Linked DNA regions of Mus musculus: all the other regions are linked to region 4. Evidence: chromatin contacts called from public HiCAR-type, HiChIP or PLAC-seq and promoter capture Hi-C data. All regions are on one chromosome and are shown on one strand. Each heading gives the region's core, a stretch centred on a gene start, on an enhancer-like site or on the middle of the called end of the contact. The rest is flanking DNA. Distances are from core to core; before and after follow the strand shown.

Evidence for each region. Promoter capture Hi-C pulls out the DNA fragments that hold promoters and counts their contacts. HiCAR-type assays count read pairs that join an accessible place to other places. HiChIP or PLAC-seq counts read pairs in DNA pulled down with a chosen protein or histone mark. Capture Hi-C pulls out chosen DNA fragments and counts their contacts.
Region 1: a promoter capture Hi-C map of pre-B cells shows a contact between it and region 4, with 4 times the contacts expected there. The contact joins the promoter of Nemp2 here to the promoter of Stk17b in region 4. A contact is called at or near these places in 2 of 39 promoter capture datasets (embryonic stem cells and pre-B cells) and 2 of 115 datasets of contacts at active chromatin or transcription factors (cardiomyocytes and pro-B cells).
Region 2: a contact with region 4 is called in a HiCAR-type map of astrocytes, with 2.6 times the contacts expected there. The contact joins the promoter of Coq10b here to the promoter of Stk17b in region 4. A contact is called at or near these places in 2 of 39 promoter capture datasets (liver and pre-B cells), 1 of 484 Hi-C or Micro-C datasets (uterus), 3 of 115 datasets of contacts at active chromatin or transcription factors (astrocytes, double positive thymocytes and regulatory T cell precursor) and 1 of 9 other capture datasets (adipose tissue).
Region 3: a contact with region 4 is called in a promoter capture Hi-C map of liver, with 3 times the contacts expected there. The contact joins the promoter of Stat1 here to the promoter of Stk17b in region 4. A contact is called at or near these places in 1 of 39 promoter capture datasets (liver), 2 of 115 datasets of contacts at active chromatin or transcription factors (pro-B cells and regulatory T cell precursor) and 2 of 9 other capture datasets (adipose tissue and liver).
Region 5: a promoter capture Hi-C map of liver shows a contact between it and region 4, with 2.8 times the contacts expected there. The contact joins the promoter of Ankrd44 here to the promoter of Stk17b in region 4. A contact is called at or near these places in 1 of 39 promoter capture datasets (the C10 cell line), 4 of 484 Hi-C or Micro-C datasets (B cells, CD4 T cells, CD8 T cells and 1 more), 1 of 115 datasets of contacts at active chromatin or transcription factors (the 230-238 cell line) and 1 of 9 other capture datasets (liver).
Region 6: a contact with region 4 is called in an H3K4me3 HiChIP or PLAC-seq map of the 230-238 cell line, with 4 times the contacts expected there. The contact joins the promoter of Nab1 here to the promoter of Stk17b in region 4. A contact is called at or near these places in 1 of 39 promoter capture datasets (pre-B cells) and 1 of 115 datasets of contacts at active chromatin or transcription factors (the 230-238 cell line).

What each region holds. Positions count from the first base shown.
Region 1 is chr1:52,628,360-52,632,297 of GRCm38.p6, forward strand. It overlaps Nemp2 (nuclear envelope integral membrane protein 2), which reads left to right and starts at 2,346. Exons shown (of 9, transcript NM_001142647.1): 1 at 2,346-2,492. The coding sequence starts at 2,399.
Region 2 is chr1:55,051,183-55,055,318 of GRCm38.p6, forward strand. It overlaps Coq10b (coenzyme Q10B), which reads left to right and starts at 1,588. Exons shown (of 5, transcript NM_001039710.1): 1 at 1,588-1,808. The coding sequence starts at 1,693.
Region 3 is chr1:52,116,855-52,121,315 of GRCm38.p6, forward strand. Stat1 (signal transducer and activator of transcription 1) reads left to right here and starts at 2,584. Exons shown (of 25, transcript NM_009283.4): 1 at 2,584-2,769; 2 at 3,058-3,218.
Region 4 is chr1:53,782,747-53,786,690 of GRCm38.p6, forward strand. It overlaps Stk17b (serine/threonine kinase 17b (apoptosis-inducing)), which reads right to left and starts at 2,469. Exons shown (of 8, transcript NM_133810.3): 1 at 2,328-2,469.
Region 5 is chr1:54,923,869-54,928,022 of GRCm38.p6, forward strand. Ankrd44 (ankyrin repeat domain 44) reads right to left here and starts at 2,519. Exons shown (of 28, transcript NM_001081433.3): 1 at 2,272-2,519. The coding sequence starts at 2,298.
Region 6 is chr1:52,499,190-52,503,389 of GRCm38.p6, forward strand. Nab1 (Ngfi-A binding protein 1) reads right to left here and starts at 1,259. Exons shown (of 8, transcript NM_008667.3): 1 at 1,021-1,259. It also overlaps the pseudogene Gm5976.

The DNA of each region.
Region 1 (3,938 bases), core at 1,096-3,595, 1.2 Mb before region 4:
GTGAGGAGCGGGTGTGGCAGCAGTCCCAAGAAGGCGCCAGGGACTGCAGCTAAGTCTTATGACTTGCACCTGACTTCCTCATACACCTGAAAATAAGCCACAACCGTCGTGAGAGCTGCACAGGTGCGCCATGATGCTGGTGGTTTAAACAAGTCCATATTTGGTGGAGACATGCCCCTGCCGCCCTGATTGGCTGAAGCTGCGTGCCTTGGTGAGGTGACATGGCCTGCTGTGAGTGGATGAGGACTGAGAGTATATAAGAGTGAGAGGCCCGGGGTTCGTGGGAGATAGATGAAGAAAAAGTTGAAGCGAGAGAGATGAAGACGGAAGTTTGCTGAATAAACTGCCGTTAGAAGGACTGGTGGTCGTGTCGTTCTTGCTGGTCGAGAGCGGACGCGACAAAAAAGAGCAAGCTTCCTTCTTCCATGTCCTTTATATAGGACAAAGAAAGATCTGGAGTAAAAGTATGTCTTCCCACTTCAAATGATGAAAAGAAAAATTCCTCAAAGGTGTACACAGCCATTTGAGTTTAAATTAATTCCAGATGTAGTCAAGTTGATGACCAAAAATAGCCACCATACCTAAGGATATTAAATATTTATTGACCATTTGTATTTTTACCTTTGAAAACAACCTATTCAATTCATCTACCAATTTAGTAATTAGATGGTTTAATTTTGTTTTGTTTTGTTTTGTTTTTTGATCAGCGCTGCAAACATATGTCTCTGCTTGTTCTCTATCTATTGAAGACAGCTTTAAGAAAGTACATTAGTCATTTGGTGATATGTTTCTTTCAGTTGCTTTCCTTAGCATTATCCCAAATTAACCAAACCAGTTTGAACAGAATTGGAGCAAAAAGTTGCTTTGCAAGAGGCATACCAAGGGGATCCAGGGAAAAAAAATGATAAAGGACAGATTCCAATAATGAAGGTTTATTTTTAAAAATCAGCCCCTAATAATTTCCTTAAAAAAAAAAACTCTGAGCTTTTACAGCCACATACTAGGTATACACATATACGGGGCATTTGGTGAAAGCCTCCTTTAGATAACTCAGAGACATTCTTTCCTATTTAGACCATTAAAAAAAATTGAAGCTGAGTTATTAAAAAAAAAAGATTTCTATTATATCGAGCTTAGTGCTGTTAGTGGAAGACTGGAATTAGAGAAAAGAACACAACTTCTTACTCTAGCTTTGTGTGTGTGGTGGGGCAGGGATGGGGATCAGAGGAAGGTTAAATTAGGTCTCATGTAGCCAGACTAGCCTTGGATCCCCTATGCCACTTAGGCTCACCTTACCCATCATTAACTCTGTTTCTCAAATGGTGGGATTACAGTCCACTACCACCACACTCTTCTGCCCTACTTCAAGTATGAAATAGTAAGTCACACTGAAAGGTTTCCAGAGACCAAAGAAGGCTTGCTCTTAACACAGAATTATCCTGATCATCAATAAACCATAGGGCTCAGAAACTGTGAGTCTCTTTCTAGGACAGACTATTCTCTTGTGGTTGGTGGTGGCTTTCTCTGCTCCCCAGAGTGGTTTACTGTGCAGCATTCCAGTTTCTTGGAGTCTTCTGTCTCAATAGGCTGACTTTAGAGAGCTATCATCTCTGCCAGGTTGGTTATGTTTAGAACACTCACTATATCTTTGAATTTTTAAAAATACAATCTCATTTTTAAAAGAAGGCTTATTTTTTAATTTAAGTGTATGGGTGTTTAGCTTGTGTGTATGTCTGTGTACCATATGTCTGCAGAATTCAGAAGAGGGCAGTTGATTCCATGAAACTGTAGTTACATATGTTTGGGGCTGCTGCCATGTGCACGCTGGGAAACATGGGTTCTCTGGAAGAGCGATAAGTGTTCCTAAGCACTGGACCATCTCTCCAGCCTCCAGATCTCTATTAAAGTAACACTTTATTAATAGTGAACTTATATAACCCTTTTGGGTTTTTTTTTTTTTTTTGAAAGATACTGTGTTCATGAGCTTAGACACAAATTATTTAAGCACCAAATTTCTCAACTTGTTGCTTAAAAAAAAAAAAAGGAAGAGGTGAAAGGAGGGACAAACAAACAAACAAGTCAGGCTTTTGTCTAAGTGGGGCTTGCTGGTCTTATTTCTGAGAGGGTGCATGTGAAGAGCCTGCCTTTCTGAGTGGCCCGCACCAGTGCTCTGAGAACCCTGCGCGGGGCTCCGGCGTGTTTTAAACTGCCCGCCAACTCTGCAAGCTGGCCCAGGAGCAAGAATCGGGAAGGCAGGTGATCGCCCCCTGGAGGCCACTGGGAGAGCCGCTCGGCGGACCGCGGAAGGGCGGGGCCGCAGCCGGCTCCGCCCCTGCAATCCCCTCCCTCCGCTTTCCCGCTCTTGGTCCGCTGCGCCACTTCCGCCGCTCTGGCCGCGATGCTGCCTAGGTTGTGGTGGCTGGTGCTCTGGCTGCAGCCCCTGGCTACACTGCCAGCGAGCGCGGTGCACGACGAGGAGGCAGCGATGTCAGGTAACCCCGGCTCCGGGCGGGGGGGCCTCCTTTCGGCGCCGCAGGGTCACGCGCGGCCGCGGCCAGGCCCCGCCCCTGTCTGCGGGCATCGGATACTTCAGTGTTTTGGTTTGTTCAGGATCACACCGCTGGACAACCGCACAGCTGGCCCTTTGTCTGCAGTTTATGTCTGAAACCTTATTTTATCTGTCTTCAGAAATCTCAGGAAACTCAAGGCTAGAGAAGGATAGAAGCTTCAGAAAGGAACCGAAATTCTGTTTCTGATTGGCTGCTGTGACCTGGGTAGCTGGTCATATGCAAAATACTGCTGATGCTCCAGCATTGAACCAGGTGCACAGGAAGTCTCAGTGAGCTACTCAGACTGTTTGGGGTGCTTAAGATTCTGGCTCAGAAAGCTGTAGCAGCAAAACGCAGTCTCCACGAGTTTAACATTTATTTCTACCATTCACTACATCCTTCAAAAGATTGCTTGTTTGTATTCTTCATTACATGGTCACTTACAGACTCAAGGGAGGCTGTCAAGATACAGACTTTCAATTGGATAATATTCCGACACCGACAAAGTTAGTAGGGTGTCTAAGACTGAAAGAGAGAATGGATGTTCAGTAAGCAGTTATTAGCTTCTGTCACACCTTGTGCCCATACTGGTATCTTGCAGTGAGTTACACCTTAGGGGACGGTCTGTGGTCAGCTTTTCATTGAACAGGAATGTGTTAATTAACTATTTTGTGCTATGCAGGGCTGATTTGCTCTAACTGCATTGTCTTATACTGATTATTCATATATGCCCATTTTACATGCTAGAGAACAAAGAATTGGTAGTAAATATAATAGGTACTTGTGAAAATATAAAACAGTTTGAGGAGGAGGGCTCCTGGGCGTGGCAGCAGAGGGGTAGAAGTAGTTATATAGATTCAGAATCTTGGGCTCTAGTGCAGTTGTTGATTTAACCTGTAGGTGTCGTATTCTCCAGGGCACACAGGTATTATTTCTGCTCCTTTTATTTGCTTCAAGGAACTCAGTTTTTCAAGTTTTGCTGCTGTATGGGTCACCATATAGCCCTAGCAGATCTGGAGATTTTTACATAGACCAGGCTGGCCTTGGCTGTACAACATTCCTGCCTCTACCTCCCAGGTGAAGGGTTTTCAGAGCTGTACTGTTGCGCCTAGCTTAATAGTCCTCAGTTGTGTTAAAGACGCATGTAAATGTTCACCAGGACTTTCTTTCTGAGAAGTGTAAGATACCCAGGAGATGATAAAATTCCAGTTCACAGCTGAAAAGAAAATGGCAACTTCTGTCTTGCCATTCCAGATATTCCTTACGTTCACATAGGAGGGGATCACTGTCCTGCAGTGTTGAGTGACACCTTGGGAACCCTTGGTTGGCTAGGTCTAAGAACTGCTGCTACTGTAAAAGCTATGGTCTTATGAGGGGCCTGTGATGAGA
Region 2 (4,136 bases), core at 338-2,837, 1.3 Mb after region 4:
GGTAGTTTTTCTTTCAGTATCTCTAGTGCCAGGATTACAGGCACAGCACACTGTGCTCTACTCTTTTTTTTTTTTTCTCCACATCTTAGGGTTTCTATTGGTATGAAGAGACACCATGACCAAAGCAACTTTTTATAAAGGACAACATTTAATTGAGGCTGATTTCAGAGGTTCTGTCCATTATCACGGCACGAAGCATGACAGTGTACAGTCAAACATGTCCTGGAGAAGCCAAGAGTTCTACATCTTGACTCAGAAGCAGGTGGGAAGAGATGCCCTTTTCCAGGCAGCCAGGAGGAGGGTCTCTTCTGCTCTGGCCAAAGCTTAAGCTTTGGACCTCAAAGCTCACTCCTACAGTGACTCACCTCCTCCAACAAGCCCAAACCTACTCCAACAATGCTACACTTCCTAATAGTACCACTTCCCATGGGCTAAGCATATTCAAACCACCACATACAAGTCACATAATTACCCGATAATGCAGTACACATTAGTTCTATCTTCCCTTTTGGAATATGAGCTATGTGAGGAGACAGACTCATTCACACCTCCAACATCTAGTAAGTCTTTCAAAATATATTATTGCCTATGTTTAACCAACAATCTCATTTATTCCTCAAGCTCTGCTAACCAAATGCAGCAGGCAGGATGGCCTACTGGGTAGAACTTGCTGTGCAAGTCTGATGACTCAAATTGAATCTCCAGGAACCCACATAAAGATGGAAGGTGAAGAGGTGACTTCACAAATGTGCCGTCTGACTTTCATAAGCCAAACACACATCACACACGTACATTCATATAGTAATAAAATATAATTCTATTTTTTAAAAAACTGTATTAGAGTCAGTGAGATGGCTAATCATTTAAAAAAAAACAATCGCTATGCAAGCCTGTTAAGTGAGTTCTTATTCCTTAGACCCACATGGGAAGACTCTGACCTTCACATATGCGTTTGTTACGTGTGCCCCTCCCTTATATGTAAGTCAGGACCTCATCCAATCCCTGAATGTGGCAAGCAAAATTGTTGCTTTGTATAGAATGAGAAAAACCTGGATCATAAAGGCAACACTACACCATATCTTGGCCACGTATGAAGAAGGCAGCTAGAACTGACAGGTCACTGGGCCTGTTCGGGGCGGTATGACCCGAAGTTGCTCTCTGAACAACACCTCAGGGTCAGCACAGCAGGTACCGTTTGAGATCGTCAATACACAGTAAAATCTGCCAGGCTCGGCAGCAGGAGCGAAAACACGCTGGGCCAGCGCTGGGTGGGGTGGGTGTGGGAGGCAGTTACATAATTAGCCAGCTCCTGGGCTTTCCTCCCCCGGCAGGGCGGCCCTCACGAGCCGAGCCTCGAGACTCGACCCCAAATAGCTCCAGGAAAAAACCCGGACCGTAGGTGAACCCAGGAGTTCGTCACGAAGATTACATAAGTGGCAGACTCCTGGCAGGAGCAGAGCGTGTCCCGGAGATCCGCGCCCCGATTGGCTGTCCCGAGGCGGCACTGGACACGTGCGTCAGCCTAGCGTCAGCGTGGCGTCATGGGGTTGGGAGGGACTTAGTGGGAAGAGGCGTGTCCAGCTGCTCAGAGGGCTCCCGGATTGGCTGAGAGGCGCAGGAGCCGTCCCTCCAGGCCGGCCTGAGGGCGGCGCCTCGTTCCGGGTGCCCGCGTTGGCTACCGGCTTCACAAAGATGATCATGGCAGCTCGGACCAGTCAGAGGGCCCTGGCGAGGGTGGCATCGGGGTGCCATCCGAAGTCGACCACCGTGACGGAAGCCCCGGCGCGGGGGTCTGCGCGCGACGTCAGGTAGCGAGCGGAGGTTTTCCGGGCGGCGGGTTCGGGACGGGCCTGTGGCCGGGGCGCTGACCCTAGTCGGCTCCGGAGACCCGGGGCGCGGCGCTCGGCCGGCTGGTCTGCGTGCACCTCATATTATCGGGGTGAGTCAGCGACGAGACGGCCGTGGGAGGACGGACAAGCAGCCGGGTCTCCGGCTCCCGCCCTTCCGGTCTCCAAGAGGTGGGCGGCGGCCGTCGGGAAAGTTTAACTGCGCCCGAGAGCGCCGGCTCCCGGGCCGTGGGAGTGCGTGTCCTGGCGGTGAACCGCTTGTCAGACGCTCTCTCACTTGCTGTGGAGTTCTTTGACCCCGGCCACTCAGCGCTTGCAAAATGAAACACAGCCAACAAAGAGGACCTGTTGTTTTTTTCACTACACTGTAACTTTGAGGTCCTGTAACCTTGAAGATGGCTCTGTCCTCGGTTTTCCTGCTTGGTCCTTTAGGTGGAGATGAACCTAGAGACCTGAAGGACACTATAAGTCTACAATGCAGTTTTCTATTACAAATAAGACTGTAATAAAGTATTCTCAAAAATTAAAATTAACTCAGAGTGGCGGCTCACACCTGTAATTTTAGCAATAAAGTCAAGTAAGTATCGCGGTGGGTTCAAGGCCAACCCGAACTACAAAGTGAGCCCCTGTCTCAGGACCAAAAGAAAAGAAAATTGGTATTTGAGATGAATCAATATGTATACATTACAGAGGAGAAAGTCCAACTCTTGCCTGGGTTTCAGAACATTTTGGTTGAATGAAGACTTTAAAATGTCAGCCAAGAGGCCAGGTCTGGTGCTTTGGAGGCCAGCCTGGTCTGTGTAGCTAGTTGCATATCAGCCAGAGCTACAAGGTAAGATTTGTCTCAAAAACAAACAGAAACTAGCAGCCATGCTTCATCTCCAAATCTTACACAAACATGTTGAAACTGTGAAATCGGGTAGTTTATCCTCAAAAGATAGCTTTTCAAGCAGGACATACTGCTTATATTACTGATTAAATGTTGCTTTGCTGCTTATGGTCCGAGGCTCATGCTCAGAAAGTCCATACCAGCCTCAGCCTGGGAAATACCAAGTGACTGGATCTAAAAAAAAAAAAGGCAACAAAAATGGTATATAAATGCATAAAAGTATTACATTATCTTGTGTTCTGGCCTTTAATGTAATATGTTATTTGAGAGAGTAGTTTTGGAATATTAGTGATTACAAAGTCTGTTTTCAATATGTTACAGTACTCACTTGTTAGCTTGACTGTGTATGTAGCTAGTTGTATGGGGCAGTTGAAGGGAGAGGTGCTGGATCTAACCCAGGGCCATGAACATGTCAACCAGCTCTATCATTGAGCTCTCAACCCCTAACGCTTAATAGTGTGTGAAATAGATGTATTGCCCAGAGCAGTATAACCAAATAGGCATACTGATCAGGAAACCTGTTAATTTGTTTTAAGCATATGTGGTTTTCTTAGGAGTATGATCAGGATTAGGTAAGGGTATCTTGTGGGGCTTAAGAAACCAATGTATGAATTTGTTACAAAACCTGGTATTGTATATAAATTTCCCACTCAACTTGACTCTAAGTTCTTCTCTTTAGGAACAGGCATCTTAGTAATTTTTGTGTGTCTTTCTTCTGGCAGGAATTCAGGGCCTTATGCATGGTAGGCAAATGTTCTGCCTGTGAGCAACATTTTTTTTTTTTTTTTAAGAGACAAGAGTCCCATGGTGTAGCCCTGACTGGCCTGGAACAGGCAGAGATCCACCTGCCTCTTGAGTATTGGGATTGAAGACAAGTATGCCATCATACCTGGACCCTCTATTATCTAAGAACAAGTCTCATATATACCTTCAACTCCAGCTCCAGGAGAGCCAAGGCCTCTGGCCTTCTCAGTCGCCATTACTCACAAGCACATACCCATACACAGACACATGCTCATAATTACAAATAACATTTTAAAAAGGCTTATTATCTAGGTTGGTTATGCATGCCTGTAATCCTAGCACTGGAGGAGACTGACACACAGGATTTCAAGGTCAAGCCTTTCCAGGTCTACACAGAATGAGATTCTGTCTCAAAAACAGAAGCAAAAGAGAAAGGAGGTAGAGGCAGGTGGAGTTTTGCTAGTTCAAGGCCAGCCTAGTCTACCTAGCAAGTTTCAGGCTAGCTAGGACTGAACCTAGAAAATGAACAGCTAGGCATTTTGCATACTAGGTTTTCATTTTGTGTGTGTGTGTTTGCTGTAAATTAATTTGGTACAGATTTTATGTTATTTTCATAAATGCTCATTGTCATCATATTTATGTTTGTTTGTTTTTCC
Region 3 (4,461 bases), core at 1,334-3,833, 1.7 Mb before region 4:
TCACCAGACATGGCATTGTGTTTTTTAGTGTTGTATCTTTTGCCTACTTGATATTGTGACAAAGATTCGGTTTCCCAAGTCCAACGTTGTATGATAATATCCTGTGTTTACAAATTTCTTTCTTCTAGGTTTCTGTTTTGGTTTTGGTGTGGTTACTCTTTGTTTGCTTTAGTTTACATGTTTTACCTTCTAAACTTTGAGAATATAATATACTTAGAACATTTCTCTTTTTCTTCTCTCCAGGCTCTCCCATCTGCCCCTCCCTGCTCTCCTTCACAAGCATGACCTTCCTTTTTCACTAATTGTTCTTATACGTGCATAGCTTAAGGAGAATCTCTTCTTTTAGCATAGTGCTACTTGTTTGTATATTTTTAGAGCTGACATTTGGGGCACCGGATAACAAATTGCCGCGCTCTTCCCTGGGTAAGAGCACTCCGGCTCCCAGGTTTCCTCAGTGGCCTGTAGTTCTTTGAGGAGGATTGAGACATAGTGAGACAGGCTTTCCCCTGACCAGTTTAACAGCTGATGTCTTACACGGTGGTACCTACAAAATAAGAAAGTGATTTCCTTCCAGAAACTGTAACTCTTACAGATAATAAGACTTGGACACTTCAAAAATATGAAAACCTTGAGAGAAAATATAAACAAATGTGATTGGGTCATTAGACAACCACCAAACAGGAAGAAAGGCAGGGACATTTGTGGACGATCTTGACCAGGAGTCAGTTCTGTGATGCCTTTGTGAGGGTGCACGTGTGACAAGAAAATAGACTATATCCATCTATAAAGGCTATAATATACGTGCACACATATATACACATCCTTGGGAAATTACTTAGATCTTTTGCCAACTAAAGTGGTGCTGTTCAAGGCATGATTCAAATTCCATCTGTTTCAAGGAAACAATTGATTCTCTAGGTGTGCATTCTAAGAAGACCTAGTTGGTCCTCTGTGATATCTATGTAGAAAAGTGACATTTGATCTGAGGGGTTTTTGTTTGTTCTTTGGTTGGTTGGTTGATTTTGGGTTTTTCAAGACAGGGTTTCTCAGTGTAGCCCTGGCTGTCCTGGAACTCACTCTTTAGACTAGGCTGGCCTCGAACTTACAGGAATCAGCTTACCTCTGCCTGCTTAGTACTGGGATTAATGCTGTCTGCCATCAGCACCCAATTGATCCTAGATTTTAACATGAGTTAGTGACTCCTCAAAGAATTTGAGAATACAGATGTTGGCTTAGAGGACTTTTCAAAGAGAACACTGCTGGTGAGAAGATTGAGTTTGGGGAAAGAGTTTTGCTTATTCAAAGAATAAAAATGCTGTACTAAGCAATGAAAACAGAGTAGCACAAGCTGAGATTAAAGAAAGTGATAGGGGAACATGGCTTTAGAGAATATATTGAGAAATTTGAATTGTCTAAGACCAAGCAAGAAAAGCCATCATGAAATTTTTAGATTGGCATGACATGATCAGCATTGCAATTAGATTTAAAAAAAAATCACCCAAATGAGTGTATGGCAGATAAATTAAAAGGGAGTGAAAAGCCAAAGTCAAGCAGTCACCAGAAAAGCCACAGCAATGATCCAGGTAAGAGGACGGGGTGGTGGAAGAGGTAGAAACAGGAGCTAGACCAACCGAGGCTCGAGGACCAAGTGTCCGGGACTAAATGGGCAACGTCTATGGCTTGGCCCTCATCCGTTCCAGACTAAGACGGGGTATGAGGAGGAACCTGTGTTTTGAGTACAGTTGGTTTACAGACTCAGTAGATATCCAAGGACAGGGTAACTGTGACACTTGGAAGAAAGCAGTGGGTGTGTATACATCTAGGAGTGCTCCAGGACATGGAAGTTACAGGGACAGTCATCAAAGGCACAACGGGAGAAGGGTAGATAAGAGACTCACATTCTGGTTTAGTAGTTTAATAATGGAGATGGGGGACAGAGGGATGTCCTGCGAGAAAGGAAGAAGCAAAGAGGTCCTGTCATCATGATGGCTAAGCGGGACAAAAGTTTCGGTAATGGAGGTGTCAATTGTGTAAAGCTTTATTTTTCTTAAACATATTAGTTAGAATTATTTATTTTATTTCATGACATTTTTGTTTTGCTTGCGTGTATGTGTACTTCTTGCAGGCTTGGTTGACGTCAGTGGAGGTCCGAAGAGGGCACTAGACTCCTGGAACTGGAGTTGGGAACCATTACGCAGGCACTGCAAATCCAAGCCCTGTCCTCTGCAAGAGCAAGTTCTCTGTAGCTGCTGAGTTAAAGGCAAGTATTGAATGTTTTCAAATTGGTAAATTAAGCTCCCTGGCTTTAGTAGCGTGAAGGTTAATCTCTAGTCCCCAATTCTGAATCCCGCAGTGATGCGCCTACTTAATGCAGGATCTCCAAGACTGAGCTTGCGCAAGCCTATAGTTTCCAACCTTGTAAACACAACCCCCTGTCTGCGGTTTGCACCGCACAGCGGCGCCCCAAGTTTCGCACGCCGGGTAGGGAGCGCGCGGACCAGGAAGGCCAAGCAGCCGAGGGGGGGGGGACGGTGCGCTGATGGAACAGCCGGCCAATCTCTGCCGCTGATTGGCTGAGGCGGAAGGAGGCGGGACGCCCTCTAGCCTTTTTTCCTGCCCGGTACTTTCGGTTTTCAGCGCCGAGTCTGTCAAAGCTCCCTGGAGACCTCCGGGACCGCGCCCCTCAGACCCACTTGGGACACTGCTGAGCGGCGCAGAGAGATTTGCCCAGACTCGAGCTCCTGCGTGCAGTGAGTGAGTGAGAGCCAGGTGCGGATCCGGGTGCGGGTGCGGGTGGAAGTGGGGCGCCCTCTCCTCGGACCTGGGGTCTGCTGCCCACAGGTGACCTGTCATCCCGCAGAGAGAACGCCAGGAGCCGGATCGCTTGCCCAACTCTTGGCGCTGCTTGGCTCTCTTATCCTGCCGTTCTCACTTCTAGGGTAAAATGACTTGTGCAATAGACATTTCTCCCGGAAGACACTGCACCTTCCCGCTTAACCTTTGCTCGCCTTGCCTCCAGCCCCTTTCCACCACTGTAACATTTTCTTCTTTTTGCAGTCGTTTCAGCTCTGCTCCATACCCTGAGCCGGCGCCACGCCGCCGCGCATGCAACTGGCATATAACTTGCTGTGTGTGGTGATTGCTTGTGTTGAATCCCGAACCTGCACCCGGAGACAGCCCAGTAAGTCTACGTGGGAACGGAAGCATTTGGAATCTCAGTATGTATCAGCCCTTACCGGTTTTCTGAAACTTAAAGGTGGTATTTAGGTTCCGCAGAACCACTAATGGTATAATCACTATCTAAAATACTCCCGAACACTACCTAAAAGTTTAGGGATAGGTGAATGGATGGGTGAAGATTGCTTTTATCTGGCAGGAATGACTTGAGCCCTGATTGATCAATGAGGACTCAGACTTGTAGGTTCATCATGGGGTTTGCCTTTTGCTTTCCTACGCCTTCTGATACATACAAGGTTTCAGCGGAACAAACGGTTCTGTGCTCAGTAACACTTAGGCTATATGCCCGGCGCTGTAGGGTCCAGAGGACGCTGATAGCAAAATATATCCCCTCAGAGGCTCTGATGCGTGCAGACAGCAAGCTTCCTGTGGAAAGTTCATGCGCTAAAAACCGTGCAAATGGCAGCCTGGTACAGGCCAAAGAAAGTTATGTGTGGGAGGGATAGACAGTTTTAGGAAGAAGTACCATCTATACGGAATTCTGCTAGATTGTTGGAAACAATGTGGTCTGTGCAGAACGGGCTAGACCGGGAGGATAGAATGTTTGTTGGAGGCATGAAAACAGGAAAGAGCCAACTCCAGACTCTGAGCCAGGTGTTTAAGGACTGTCTTGCCAGTCTCAGGTTTACAGACATGCCACAGTGGTGGGCTGGAGTCCTTTCCAATGGTATTTGAAATGGCGGCTTGCTTTGTAGTGTAGACATTTCCTTATTATCCTTTGAAGGGGCATTTGTGCAGCAGACATGACTTCATTCCTGCACATGAGTGTTTGAAAACAAGTATTTATCCATACAGTCCCATATGCTCCATCAGAGTACAGACCTTTCCTCAGAGGTCTGGCGCTACTACAGTCTCCCACTCTGAATTGTGGTGGTGCCATTGTGTAGTGGTGTGTATCCCGTTACATGATTGTCACAGGTAACTTGTTTCTATCTCAAGACTTCCTTAATTTAGGGATTGCTATAATTTTTAACCTTTAGGATTACAATATAAAAACTGACTTCATGTTTATCTGACGAGACAAATATTACTTTATTCTTTCAAATGGCATTTGGCAATGCTGTATGAAAAAAAAAGACATTTCTTTTTCTGAGCCAGTGACTCACTGTGTAGCCTCAGAAGCGCTCAGTATTCATCTCAGGCTGACCTTGAACTTGTGGCCTTCTTGCCTCAGCTTTCCCAAGTGCTATGAGTTCAGGTGTGGTCTTGAACATGGCTTACTGC
Region 4 (3,944 bases), core at 1,219-3,718:
ATGTTTGTTCAGTAACTGTTACAATGTAAACTGGAATCTAATTCTTAAAGGGTTAAAAAAACAACTACCATTTTACAATTAAAATTTCTCAATGCTTAAAGTACATCCTCTTTTGCACTAGTTGGAAAAAGCAAAGTGATCAATCAAAATATATCATGTATAAATATAAATTCAAAAAAGGGGTTCATTTACATGCACAAGATAATTAAAAAGAATATTTCTCTGTCTTGAACTCAGTTCAAAAACACATCCTTTTCAAAATAGTCTGGTATAGATAATATAAACTATGTGTAGTTGCATATATAGCTCTTTTGGCAGAGTACCAACTTGCATGCACAAGGCATAGGTTCAGTCCCCAACAGTGCCATATAAGTAGACAAATAATCAAAATTGAGCTGATAGTGCGGGCCTTTAATTTCAGAACTTGGAAGGCAGAGCCAGGCAGATCTCTTGAGTTCAAAGCCAGCTAAGTCTATAAAGTGAGACCCTGTCTCAAAAGACAAAAAGCCTTTAAAACTGGCAAGCAAGACTCAAGTGTAGAGTAAATGTCAAGATGCAGGAGGTAAGAATTTTAGACACAGGAAATAAGCATTATAATATATCATATCTTGAGAAAATTTAGTTTTAAACTGAGTCTCTAAAAAACTGGGAGATTTTGACACAGAAATTCTTCCTTATAATTGTCAAGCAGCTACAAAACAAACCAATGAAAACATGGTTATACGTTCACTTAACCCCAATGACAAACTGTTCACTGTCAATACACACTGAAAAATGAAATTAGAAGTGTCTGCCATTAAATGCCTACATTGTCTATAGACATTAATTTAGATATAAATGGTAGACTGTTGATTTATGAAGTTTCTACTAAAATGCCACTTCTACCTTAACCAAAATGTAATTTTTTTCTTAATATTTTATTACATGCAAGTTTAGAGGTCAGAGGACAAGCTGTAAGTGTAGGTTTTCTCTTTCTACCATGTAGGCCCTGGGGATAAGGACATTTGAGTTGGTGTCAAGAACCTTTCCCAGCAGAGCCATCTCCTGAAACTAAATTCTTACTTTAAAAAAAAAAAAAAAAAAAAATCCAAGAAAAACTATTACCAATCTATCCACATACAAAAAATTTTGAAATCACAGAAATATTACTTCTCTAACTTAAGCATACTGTCATGTAAGTAAATTTACTTTAATAGTAAACCTTCATTCCAGAAAATTATCTAAAATGTATGTGTATCTCAAAAAAACCAATTACTTGAAATATTAAAACTACCAAAAAATTAAATTAATATCAAAAAGATTAGGTGAAAAGACAGGTCTAAAATTTGGTCACGATTTCCATGGACTAGTGTTTTTTAATATACACAATTTTAAGGCACTGTGATTCAATTTTTATGAAGTTGTTGAAAACCATTTCTGGGCATCTCACTGTGAAGACTGTACCAATGAGAAAGGAGTTTATATCTCTCCATAATAAAACTGTGCTCCTGGAGTTCTAAATTCCATGTTACATATGCCTCCACTTGCCTCGTTACCTCTGCAGACCTTGCTGCTCAAGGCACAGCCTCTCTCCCAGTCTTGAACACTTAAAAAGTCCACACGGTATCAAACCTGCCGGCGAGGTTCGGTGTTATCGGTACCATGTATGTAAACATGACGTCAGCCAAACCCTCAGTGAATGTCACACTGCAAGCTAATGATTATGGTTGAAATTCCTAGGCTTTCAGAAGTATTTCTTAATTCCAACTTGCAAGCTGAAGCCAGCGCTTCTCTAGTCCCAGCACAGCCACGGCCACTAGCCACCAGCCGGCCGGCCGTGAAGTTTCTTTCAACTTTGTCTCCACTCATCTATATCCCGAGAGTGAAGCCAAATTAAGCGCTTTTCCCACGGTAAGGCCGAGTCGGGATAAAGATCCAGACCGTGGCCATGATGTGGCTGTCTAGTCTGAGGATGGGTCACAAGTACAGAAGAATTCCCACTGCTTTAAAGCCAAAAAGTCACGGAAACAGCTGTGGCTCCCCACGCCGGGACTGACAGCGGCCCACGCGATGACCGCAAAGTTTCTCCCAGGCTGCTGGCCGGACGCGTCCACCCGCCCCGACGTGAAGGCGTCCCGCGCCCACAGCACGCGAGCCCCGGAGCCACCCGGAGGACCACGTCGAGACGCCGCGGAGGCTATCGGGCATGGCCGCGCTCAGGGACGCCGGCTCTGGCCTTCGGGCTCGCCGCAGGGTCCCCGCGCCCCCACACCGACCGCTCCGCCGCAGCTCCGCGCCGTCGCGGGTTCTGCCCTCCCTCCGACCGGGCCACGGCTACACGGGCTCACCTCGCACTCTTCCCCACAACGGCTGGTCGCCGTCAGCCAGGCCCCTGTGAGGCGACTCCCGGCGGCGACCGCACAGACGCTGACCGACGCTTCTTACAGTTGAGGTTTGAAAAGTGCAGCCGCGTCTGGGACACTGTACTTCGACACAGACTCCGCCCTCTGCTGCCCAAGAGCCAATCGGAGCGATTACGGAGGGTGGGGTTGTCACGTGGGGGCGGGGCGGGGCGGCGGCCGGCAGCGCGTGCTGTGAGGCCGGGCCTCAGGAGGGGGGCGGGGAGTGGGCGGAGCGCCGAGCGCCTGAAGACTTGGTTGCTGGATGTAGCCTAGAACTGGACAGTGTGCAGGCCGGGTTGGGGGGGGGGGGGGGTCCGCGCCTCTTTTCCCACTTTTTCCACCTTCAGAGTAGTTCCGGGATGTGTAAGTATCGGGACACAAGAGATGAAAGAAGCCGATGTCCGGGCTCTTTGACTTGTGATGATTAAAGTTCTGTGTTTCAAATCTTCCTTGTCCTCTTCCTTACCTCCTGAACCTACCCTACAAATAGAGATTCCAGCTTGCTATGGGTTCTTGAAGCCATAAATAGGACTCCAGGATCCTAGTCTCTACAGCTGGATGTCTTAAGACACTAACTAGCTCAAGACACTGTAGGAGAATCTGAAGATGAACTAATTGCTGGTTTACTGTGGTAGGGGAAATGAGGAAAACTTGTACCTGCTCAATGCCCATTGCTACTTTCTTTCTTTCTTTCTTTCTTTCTTTCTTTCTTTCTTTCTTTCTTTCTTTCTTTCTTTCTTTCTTTCTTTCTTTCTTTCTTTCTTCCTCCCTCCCTCCCTCCCTCCCTCCCTCCCTCCCTCTCTCTCTCTCTCTCTCTCTCTCTCTCTTTCTTTCTTAGCAGTGTTAGAACACAGGGCCTTTCACATGCTTAGCAAGGGTTCCACTTCTAAGTTCCACCCCCAGGCCCCCAGATCTGTTAACTATTGAAGACTGTTTAAAAACTGAAAGTTTCGTGCTAGATACAGTAGGTTTACATACATATAAGATCCTAGGTTACTTATACGTTTATATGTAGCATCTACACATAGAATCTAGAACTGCTGAAGGGTACTTTTTTAGTAGGTATAAAAAACTATTGGGAAAAATTCTGTGAGTGGAACTCTCTTGCTTTTAGAACATCTTAGCAACCATTTTATGTTCTTCCCCTGTCACATTTAACCAAGATTTCTTCAAGCCATCTGCTTGCCCTTCCAAGCAGTGTATGTCCCAGGACACATGCATTTAAAGTTATCAAAACCATTTCATGAGGTCTGTGTTGTTATTTAGACAGGCCTCAGTATAATGTATTGATTCTTTAAGTGTTGTCAAATGGATAATGTTGCATCTTTTTAGCCAGGGAAGCATAAATGTTAAGGTGTCCACAAACCAATGAGATTGTTCCCATACTTTCTTCCAGGAAACAGCAGCTGCATCCAAAAGTGTCAGTACCAAGGCTTAGCCAGTGCCCTCTTGGAGTTCCTTGTGATCGTTTTTGGTGTTTAGATGTTTGTAACTGTTTTAAACTTAAACAATTCCTTGATCTCCGGCTTTTGAATGTAGAGGCCGTGTTGTGTGTGTTTATGT
Region 5 (4,154 bases), core at 1,269-3,768, 1.1 Mb after region 4:
AAAACTCAAGATCCGCCTTCCAAACAGGCCATTGAACAGACCAGAGAAGGATGAGGAGATGGTCACAGCATCCCTGGGGAGAGAGCAAGCTGATCCACCTCAAGCTGAAGCAGGGATTCCATGCAGGTGCCTCCCCACCCACAGTGATGGGGCAAAGCTCTTCTGGGAGGAGTTTAATCCACAGGTTGTTAGCATGAGTAGCTGAGGTTAAAAGCCAACTTCTAAGAAGTAAGATTCAAACAAAAAGTAAGACTATATAAGGCAAGAAGAACACACTTCCTGGACCTAAAGAAACACAGAAACCATCCTTGCTCACCACTGCACCCCACCCCACCCTACCACCACCACACCCCATCTTCCTCTGGCTTTGTCCCAAGATAGACTGGTGGTTTTTAGGTGTTCCTGGATCACAGAACTCCTTGGCTCTTTCTATATGTCAGGAGATGGAGTCAAATGAAGGTTTTACCTCTTTCTCCCCTGATGGCAAGTGAAGTTTACAAACAGAACAAAGCGGGTGTGTTTAGAAAGATTTCCAAAGACAAACATCTTTGAAACCCTTGCTCTGAGAAGCCGGAGAATAACTTTCTGTGCCCCCAAAGCCCAGTGATACCCCCTTCACCAGGGCTGGGGTGTTTGGGGGAAGAAGCTCCTTCATGCCCTGCCTCACCACATCTGCTGAAAGGAAGAAGAGATATCTCAGGGCCTCCAGAGCAGCCTGGGAGGTGGACACCGCCAGCAGACAGCTGAGGCTCCTGAGGAAGACTCTTGCTTTTCCCAGTCAGCTGTTTTACTTAGAAAATAAGGAACTCGGGATAAATGATTAGCATCTTTCTAAGTAAAATTCTACACCGAATGCTTTCCTATGTCTAACATACCAATGCCTACTAGCACCGTGTTGTTCTACTCGACTCTGCAGACTTAGGAATTAACAAAGTAGGGGAATGTGTACCATCATCGTTGACAGGACTCTGGACACAATACAGCATAAGACTTAAAATAAGCAGATGTCTAACAGTTGGCAAAAATTGGAAACAAAGGGTAGAGAAAATCCTAATATCAATTTACAAGCACTTTAAATGCTCAGTAGCCAACGAGGAGGGACAGGTTCACACAATTAACAGCTGCTCTCCCTGCTAAATTTAACAGAGTTTTTAACTCAGTGACTTCTGAACCAAGGCGGGGAGGGGAAGAAAGCGGGGCTGTAAATACTTAAGGAAAGCAAGCTGAAGTAAATTTAATCTAAAGGGGCAAAACAAACCATTGTGGCTCACTACCGCAAAGGTTGCATTTAAGTTGCAGAATATTCTGGCTGAATTCTAACTAGCAAGACGCCAGATGCAACCTATTAAGAAGTTGGAGGTGCTTAATAGAGGGGACTGGCCTGTTTGACACCATGTATCAAAGTCAAGATCGCCTCTTCGCTTACCAGGCCCCCAAAACAATGTTCATTTCAGTGTAGATGCATAAACCGGGACGTTTCCCCCCTTTTCATGTAAAGAATTGTGAGGTTTTGTTTTGTTTTGTTTTGTGTTTCAGGCAATTTAGTTGGACTTCCCGTGTGTGTCAATGTCCAGACCTGTAGCAAAGACTGTCAATCGGATTCAATAAATAATTTCATGGCTTCAAGCTGAACTCTGGGGCTGCCGGGTGTGATGTCTCCGTCAAAAAAGCAACAAAGCTGAGGGGCACCAGCGCCTGCGAGCTCAGCCTGGGACCTGACTCCATCTCCTATTCGGAGACCTGGGCCGAGAGCTCGCGTCTCTCTGCACCCTCAATCCCACATCCCACACCCAGCCCCTGGGCAACTAAAGAGGAAGTCGGGGTGTCCTATCCAACCGATGAAGATAGCCTATTGCACGGGAGCGGGGATCCCGGCCAGTCTCTTGCCTGACGCGGGAGAGGTCTGGGGAAGCGGGGCTGCGAGGCTGAGATCCTCTCTCCCGCCGTCCACCTTCCTCCTCCTGAGCCCACGGGCAGCCTTCCCCCGAGCACCCCCAGGCTGACTGCTCCTGAGTGCACGACGCAGTCCGAGGCTCCCCTCTCCCGGTGCGGCTGCGACCCGCGTTCCCCGCGTCCGGCGGCCACTCCCGCATCTCGCCGACCCTCTCCGGCCGCGAACGCGCACTTGCGACGGCCCAGGGCGGAGACTGCGCGGGAGCCGAGCCCCGCGGCAGGCCGTGCACGCTCAAAGGCTGCGCGTAAACAGCCCGGGGCGCGCTCCGCTCGCTCGGCGCCCGCCGCGCCCCCTTCTCCGCTCCCCGCCGCCCCTACCTGCTCGCAGAGTTTGAGCACTGCCATTCTTCCTTTCCCGCGCGCGCGCACATACAGCTCTCCGCTCCGCAGATGTCAACGCCGGGAGCCCGGGGACGCGGAAGGGACGGCCCGGGAAAGCTCCAGGAGCTGGGCTCGCGAAGGTGACAGCCCCGCCACTGCTCGGCCGCCGCCGCCTGCCTCTCAGAGCCCAGCCCCGGCTCGCGGGAGTCGCAGCCCGGCCCGCCCGCCTTTATACAGGAAGTGCCGGCCGCTGCCAGCCGGGCCGCCACTGACATCACCGCGCGCTGCCTCGCGCCGCCCGGGCCGACGCTGCCTCCTGCCGCCCGCGGCGGCTCCTCGCAGCCCTCGGCCCCGGCGCCCTCCCACACCTGCACCCCGCTCCGCCAGGAGCCAGCCGAAAGGGGAGGGGGCCTGACGCTGACCCTCCCCAGCAATCCCACCCACGCGCACGCCACCGATGGGCAATCCCTCGCCGACACACCCCAGGGGTCCAGAAAGCTTGCTACTCACAGGCCACCAACTTTCACCCTGCAGACTGTGTCACACCCCCTTTCCCTAAACCTCTTCCCTAATCAGATTGCTCCGGCGCTCCGAATTTCTGCCACCTAGGCGCTGGGCTGACAGTCTCTTTGTTTAATATAAGGAGGCCATGGATGCGTTGTTGAGTCCAGGGTTTCTCTAAACATATAGCGGTGGGAACGGGAGCTGTGACCCTCCGGTCACCTCCTAGTTAAACCACACACTACCCTAACTTGGTAGCCTAGGCTTGGGACTGAAGGTGAAACTGAGTAGGAAAAAAAGAGTCCTACTAAATTACTGCATTAAATAAGTCCTAGCTGATTTATTCCTACAAGAGTAAGTTGCATGCTGCCCACTTTCCACCCTACACACACAGAAGACAGCTGTCCGACAGATTAGGCTTCTAATACAGAGGTAGCAATCCGTAGTAAGTGTTGGTATTTCTGCGATCTGGAAAAGCACTTATAAATTCCGGCAGTGACTGGGCATGGAGAGAAATGGAGCATAAGCAGGTAAGATATTCTGCTGGCTAGTTTTTACCTCTACTTGACACGGGCTACAGTCATTTGAGAAGAGGGAGCCTCAGGTTTGTTTGTTTGTTTGTTTGTTTGTTTGTTTGTTTTTTAAAAAGGCTCCCACCAGATTGACCCGTGAGCAAGCTGGTAGGGGCATTAAGAAAATTAATTAAGAAAAACTGATGATTAATGTGGTCGGGGTCAGCTCTCTGTGAGTTGTGTCACCCTGGGTAGGGGTAATCTTGGGTGTATAATAAAGCAGACTGAGCAAGCCATGAGCACCAAGCCAGTAAGCAGCACTTCTTCCTGGCATGTGCTTCAGTTCCTGCTTCCAGGTTCCTGCCTTGCGTTACTGCCCTGTCTTCCTTCAGTGATGAACTGTGATGTGGAAGCGGAAGTACAAACAAATTCTTTCTTCCTCAAGTTGTTTTTGGTCACTTTTCCTTTTTTTGTCACACTAGAGCCCGTAAGTAAGACAGGTGCCTACTCTCAAAGGGCACTCATATAAACCAGATAGGCATTGCAGATTAATATAATTCCAAACCGAAATAAAGGATCATAAGGAGAAGTATTTAGGAAGCAAAAGACCAGACTAAGCTGGGCGTGGTGGCGCATGCCTTTAATCCCAGCACTCGGGAGACAGAGGCAGGCAGATTTCTGAGCTCGAGGCCAGCCTGGTCTACAAAGTGAGTTCCAGGACAGCCAGGGCTACACAGAGAAACCCTGTCTCAAAAAAACAAAACAAAACAAAACAAACAACAACAAAAAAAAAAGACCAGACTAGACCAGTGGCTAAGGGCAGGCTTCCTGAAAGAGGGGAAAGCTGAGACCTAGAGAAGAAAGTTA
Region 6 (4,200 bases), core at 9-2,508, 1.3 Mb before region 4:
CTGGAGGAAGAAACCTTCAATCCAAGTCACTTGTGCTGGCACAGAAGCTGGGTGTGAAGCAGCTCTTTGAATCTCAGGAAGATAGCCTCCACCCTGGTCGGCTATCCGATACAATGGACCCTATACATCCTCTCTCCAGTATCTCTTCTTAAAACCGGCAGATGAATTATAAATGTCATAACATATATTGTACAAAGAAAGATTTTTCAAAAAGTGAATATTTAAAAAGGGTAATTCGCTGCGTGTACAAAACAGCGAACCATTTCGGATGTGACTAATCTTATTTTAAATTCGGTTCCTCTGCTCCTATGCAATCTAATATTAACTATTAAAACTGCCAAAATATTTTTATACGAGATCTTAGAATCTCCTTAGAGATTCTGATCTTTGCACTCCGTAAAGTTGGCAGGCACGTCACTGGCAAACCAATCGGTAGTGACAACTTACTCCAAACCAGCTCTTTCGGATCAAATTGTAAATTAGCAGGCAATCCAAAATTTCCCAAGCCTCCCTGAGCCAGGGCACGGTTCCCGCTGGTCGCCCGCTGCAAAACTTGGTCAGCTCAACCTACAGACGCAAATTCCAGCTCTACCCAGGAGATTCCTTGCAGATCTCCCGGGTTGACCGTACTTCGGTGTCTGTCCCCGTAAGGTCACACACCTGCGTCCAAAGCTTCTCTGTCCTACACGTGTCTGCACATTCCCCACTCAGCCTCAAAGGCTCGGCGACTCCCGCTTCCCTGCACCTGGGTGCCAAGTTTCTGAAAGCCACTTCCAAGCAAAACTCTCCTTCCGCTCTGAAAACACAACTACAGTAGGAAGGGGCGGATAACAGGAAGAAAGCGGAGACTCAGCGGCACTTTTCGGAAGTCCCTGGTCGCCCCGGAGCTGGCACCCCACGCGGGCCCGCGAGCGCGTCCTCCCCGCACAGCCCGCGCCCCCCGCCCGGCAGGACGCGACGGCCCCGCCGAGCCACGCGTCCGCGCCCCCCGCTCCATCTCGAGGCCCTCCCGGTACCTACGCGGCCCGCAGCTGCGGCGCGCTCCGCGACGACGGCTCTGCCGGGCTCCTGCGGCGGCTGCGGCGGCCGGGACGCCCCCGCGCCCATCGAGGGGGGCAGGGACGCGGTGGGCGCGCGCTCCGTCCCCCGCCCGCCCCGACGGCGCTCGCTCGGTCGCGCGGGCGGAGGCTCGGGCGGAGGCGGGCGGCGGCGGCCCCGGGCGCCCTCCCTAGGCCTCTCCCGCCGCCCCTCCCTCGGCCTCTCCCTCTCCCTCCCCCGCCACCTCCGCCGCCCCCGCCCCGCCCCGCGCGCTGTCACATCGGGAGATTCCGCTCTTGCTCCATTCGCCGCTCCGGCTCCCGCCCACGCGCGGCCGAGTGACGCAGATCCCGGCGTGGGCGGCCGCGGGGCGGGGGTGGGGGCCGGCGGGGCTGAGGCTCGGCGCGGTCCCGGGGGTGGCCCATTCCCACGGCAGCTGGGAGCGCGCGGGTGGGGGCGCGCGCGCGGGTCGGAGGAGGAGGAGGCTTCCGTGGATCCGCGGACAGCGCTGCCTGCCAAGCCCCGCACCGGGCCCGCCCAGGAGGGAGGGGGTGGGGGGGGTACAGAACCGCAGGTGCGGTGCGGACCTGTCCCTCCTCGCCCACTCCACCCTGTCCCCACCCTCGCCCAGGCCTGGTTTGAGGAGGGAGGAAAGGGAAACTCTGGCCTGGTGGCTTAATGACACCCTTTTCATGTCTGGAAACCTTGTGTTACTTTACAGGCCATTCTCTGTTGTCTTCCTGTAGGCAAATGACACACTCCTGGTGCTGTCTTGAGCGTGTCAAAATAGAGTTCTTAAGGCAAGGTGTAGACATTTTGAGCTTGGTTTGCATAAACTTTTCTAGCCAAAGAAAGTGTTACAGCACCTCAAAAGCTAAAGCTATTGCCAAAATTTTAAGGGGAAAAAAATTAAATCTATTTTTGCCTTCCTTGGGGAGGGGGTTTCAAAGAAAAGAATTCAAGTTTTAATGGTGTGCTCTTACTGCAATACAGGTAGAATCCTGTTTTAATGTACATATAAAAATCCAGTTTTATATAGGAGGCCGTTCCCACTTCCTGGCTGGCCTCCCAGAGTGTGCCTACTTGGTTGAAGGGGATACAAGGCATTCTTTGAGAAGAGAAATTCTTTAAACCACATCTTTATGTTGCAACAATGGGTGGGATGATAATATTGAAAGAAAAAGACCTTATTAAATAAACCATTTTTTCTTTTTGTAAAAACATGTTCTACAAATGAGTGATGTCAATGGAATAGATATGTACTTAAATGCATAAATATATAAACATATAGTTACATGGTTAAGTATACATTTAAGCTGAAATATCTTCCCTGTTAGTGACAAGCCTGTCTAGAATAGTTGGTATTTTAAATAATTATTCTTAGTTCCTCAAATTCTTCAGAAGAAATAACAGCTACAAGTGTCTCCCTGCCACTCCAATTGTCAGTGTTTATGCTCCTGCTCAGCGAAGAGGAATTTAATTTGGGTGGTTGTAGTACAGTCAGGGCTACTGAGACAATTTCTTGGCCGGTGTGGAAAGGTAGAGGTTAATGGGTAGTCGAGCAATGAAATCCGCAAAATTCTTCTAATTCTTCACTGGGAACTCTGATGGTTTGCAAACATTGTTGCTTCTGAAAAGCCTAGGGGGAGGGGTGCGTGTAGCTTTATGCCACGCAGTTAGTGATTAGTCAACTTGGTGAGCTCACCTGCACTGCACAGCGTTCTCCAGAATTGAGTCCAAATTGCATGCTGTGCTCCGGTAGGGCGTGCTTCTGCCCTGCTGAAGGCTATACCGACAAGGAAATGTGTCTGGGGCTGATCCTTTTTACAGTTAACCACTCAAGTCCTTCCTTGTTTATGTTCTGGGCACATTAGATAGTGTGTTCTTCCCACATTAAGAATGGCATTCTGGGCCCACTATGCTTTGCTTAAATGCCCTATGGTTTCTGGGAGAGGTGGTGGGAGGAAAGAAAATGAAAGAAAAAAATTTTAAGCTTTTAGGCATCAGGTTCTTTATGGGCACACTGTAGTCAACAGGACTGTTCGACAGGCCTGAGATGTTCACCTGTATGTGAGACAAGTTGGAGGAGAAAGCATTGATTCTGTGCATGCCGTCCTTCCCATTCCTAAACTCCACCTCCCTGCTCTCAGAGTGGAGGTCTTCTAGCTCCTTGGTGCCTTAGTGGGAGGAGAAGGGATACATTCTGTAAGGTAACAATTATGGAGTGGGGTTGTTCTCTGAAGGCCCTCTGGGAGAGATTAGACCGTTTTAGAATTTCTTGGAGGCAGTCCCAGGCAGTTCTAAGAGAACGTGGCAACACAAATGGTTCTTCTTGAGACCATTTGGATATCTTTTGTTAAAAAGAACCCTGCAGTAGCTTTGTTTCTTCTGGTTTGATTTTACCATAAATACCTGTATGCTTAAATTACTCATTTTCTCCAGTACGTCTTGTTAAGTGTTAATTAAATACCAAAGTTAAGTTCTGAGGACACAAATAACCGTGGTTAAACCACAGTTTAAACCATGGTTCTGTTCCCAGAACTTTTCTATAAAACAGCAAAAATAAAAGATCAAAAGAAAGCCTAAAAGCTAAGGAACATGATCTGTTTCTCTTCAATTCTTTATTTCCTATATTAATAGATTCATGGACTATCAACACAACTATCAACTTGGCACTCCCTTGAATCCATGTCACAGTGAAATAGAACTAAAATTCTTTAAAATGGGAGGTTCCTGTCTCATCCCACATTCCAGAAAGAGCCTTAAGGATACCTGAACATTTCTCTTTTTTGGGGTGTGTGTGTGTGTGCAGTGAACTTTATTGATGGTATTCAAGAGAGTAGGGAGGGGTCCCCAGGCCTCTCCTGTTGTTTTGGGGTTCTGGAATGGAAATTTTGAGGGAGATGCTCAGTGTTGGGCGCCGAGTTGGGATAGGGACTCTTCAACAACCAAGGGCCTCTCTCTTGCTCTCAGTGTTCTTGCTGGAGTGGGTGGTCCAGGGTTTCTTACTCCTTGGAGGCCATGTATACCACGAGGTCCATCACCCTGTTGCAGTAACCATATTCATTGTCATACCAGGAAATGAGCTTTACAAAGTTGTCATTGCGAGCAATGCTAGCCCCAGGTGGAGGAATGGGAGTTGCTGTTGAAGTCACAGGAGAC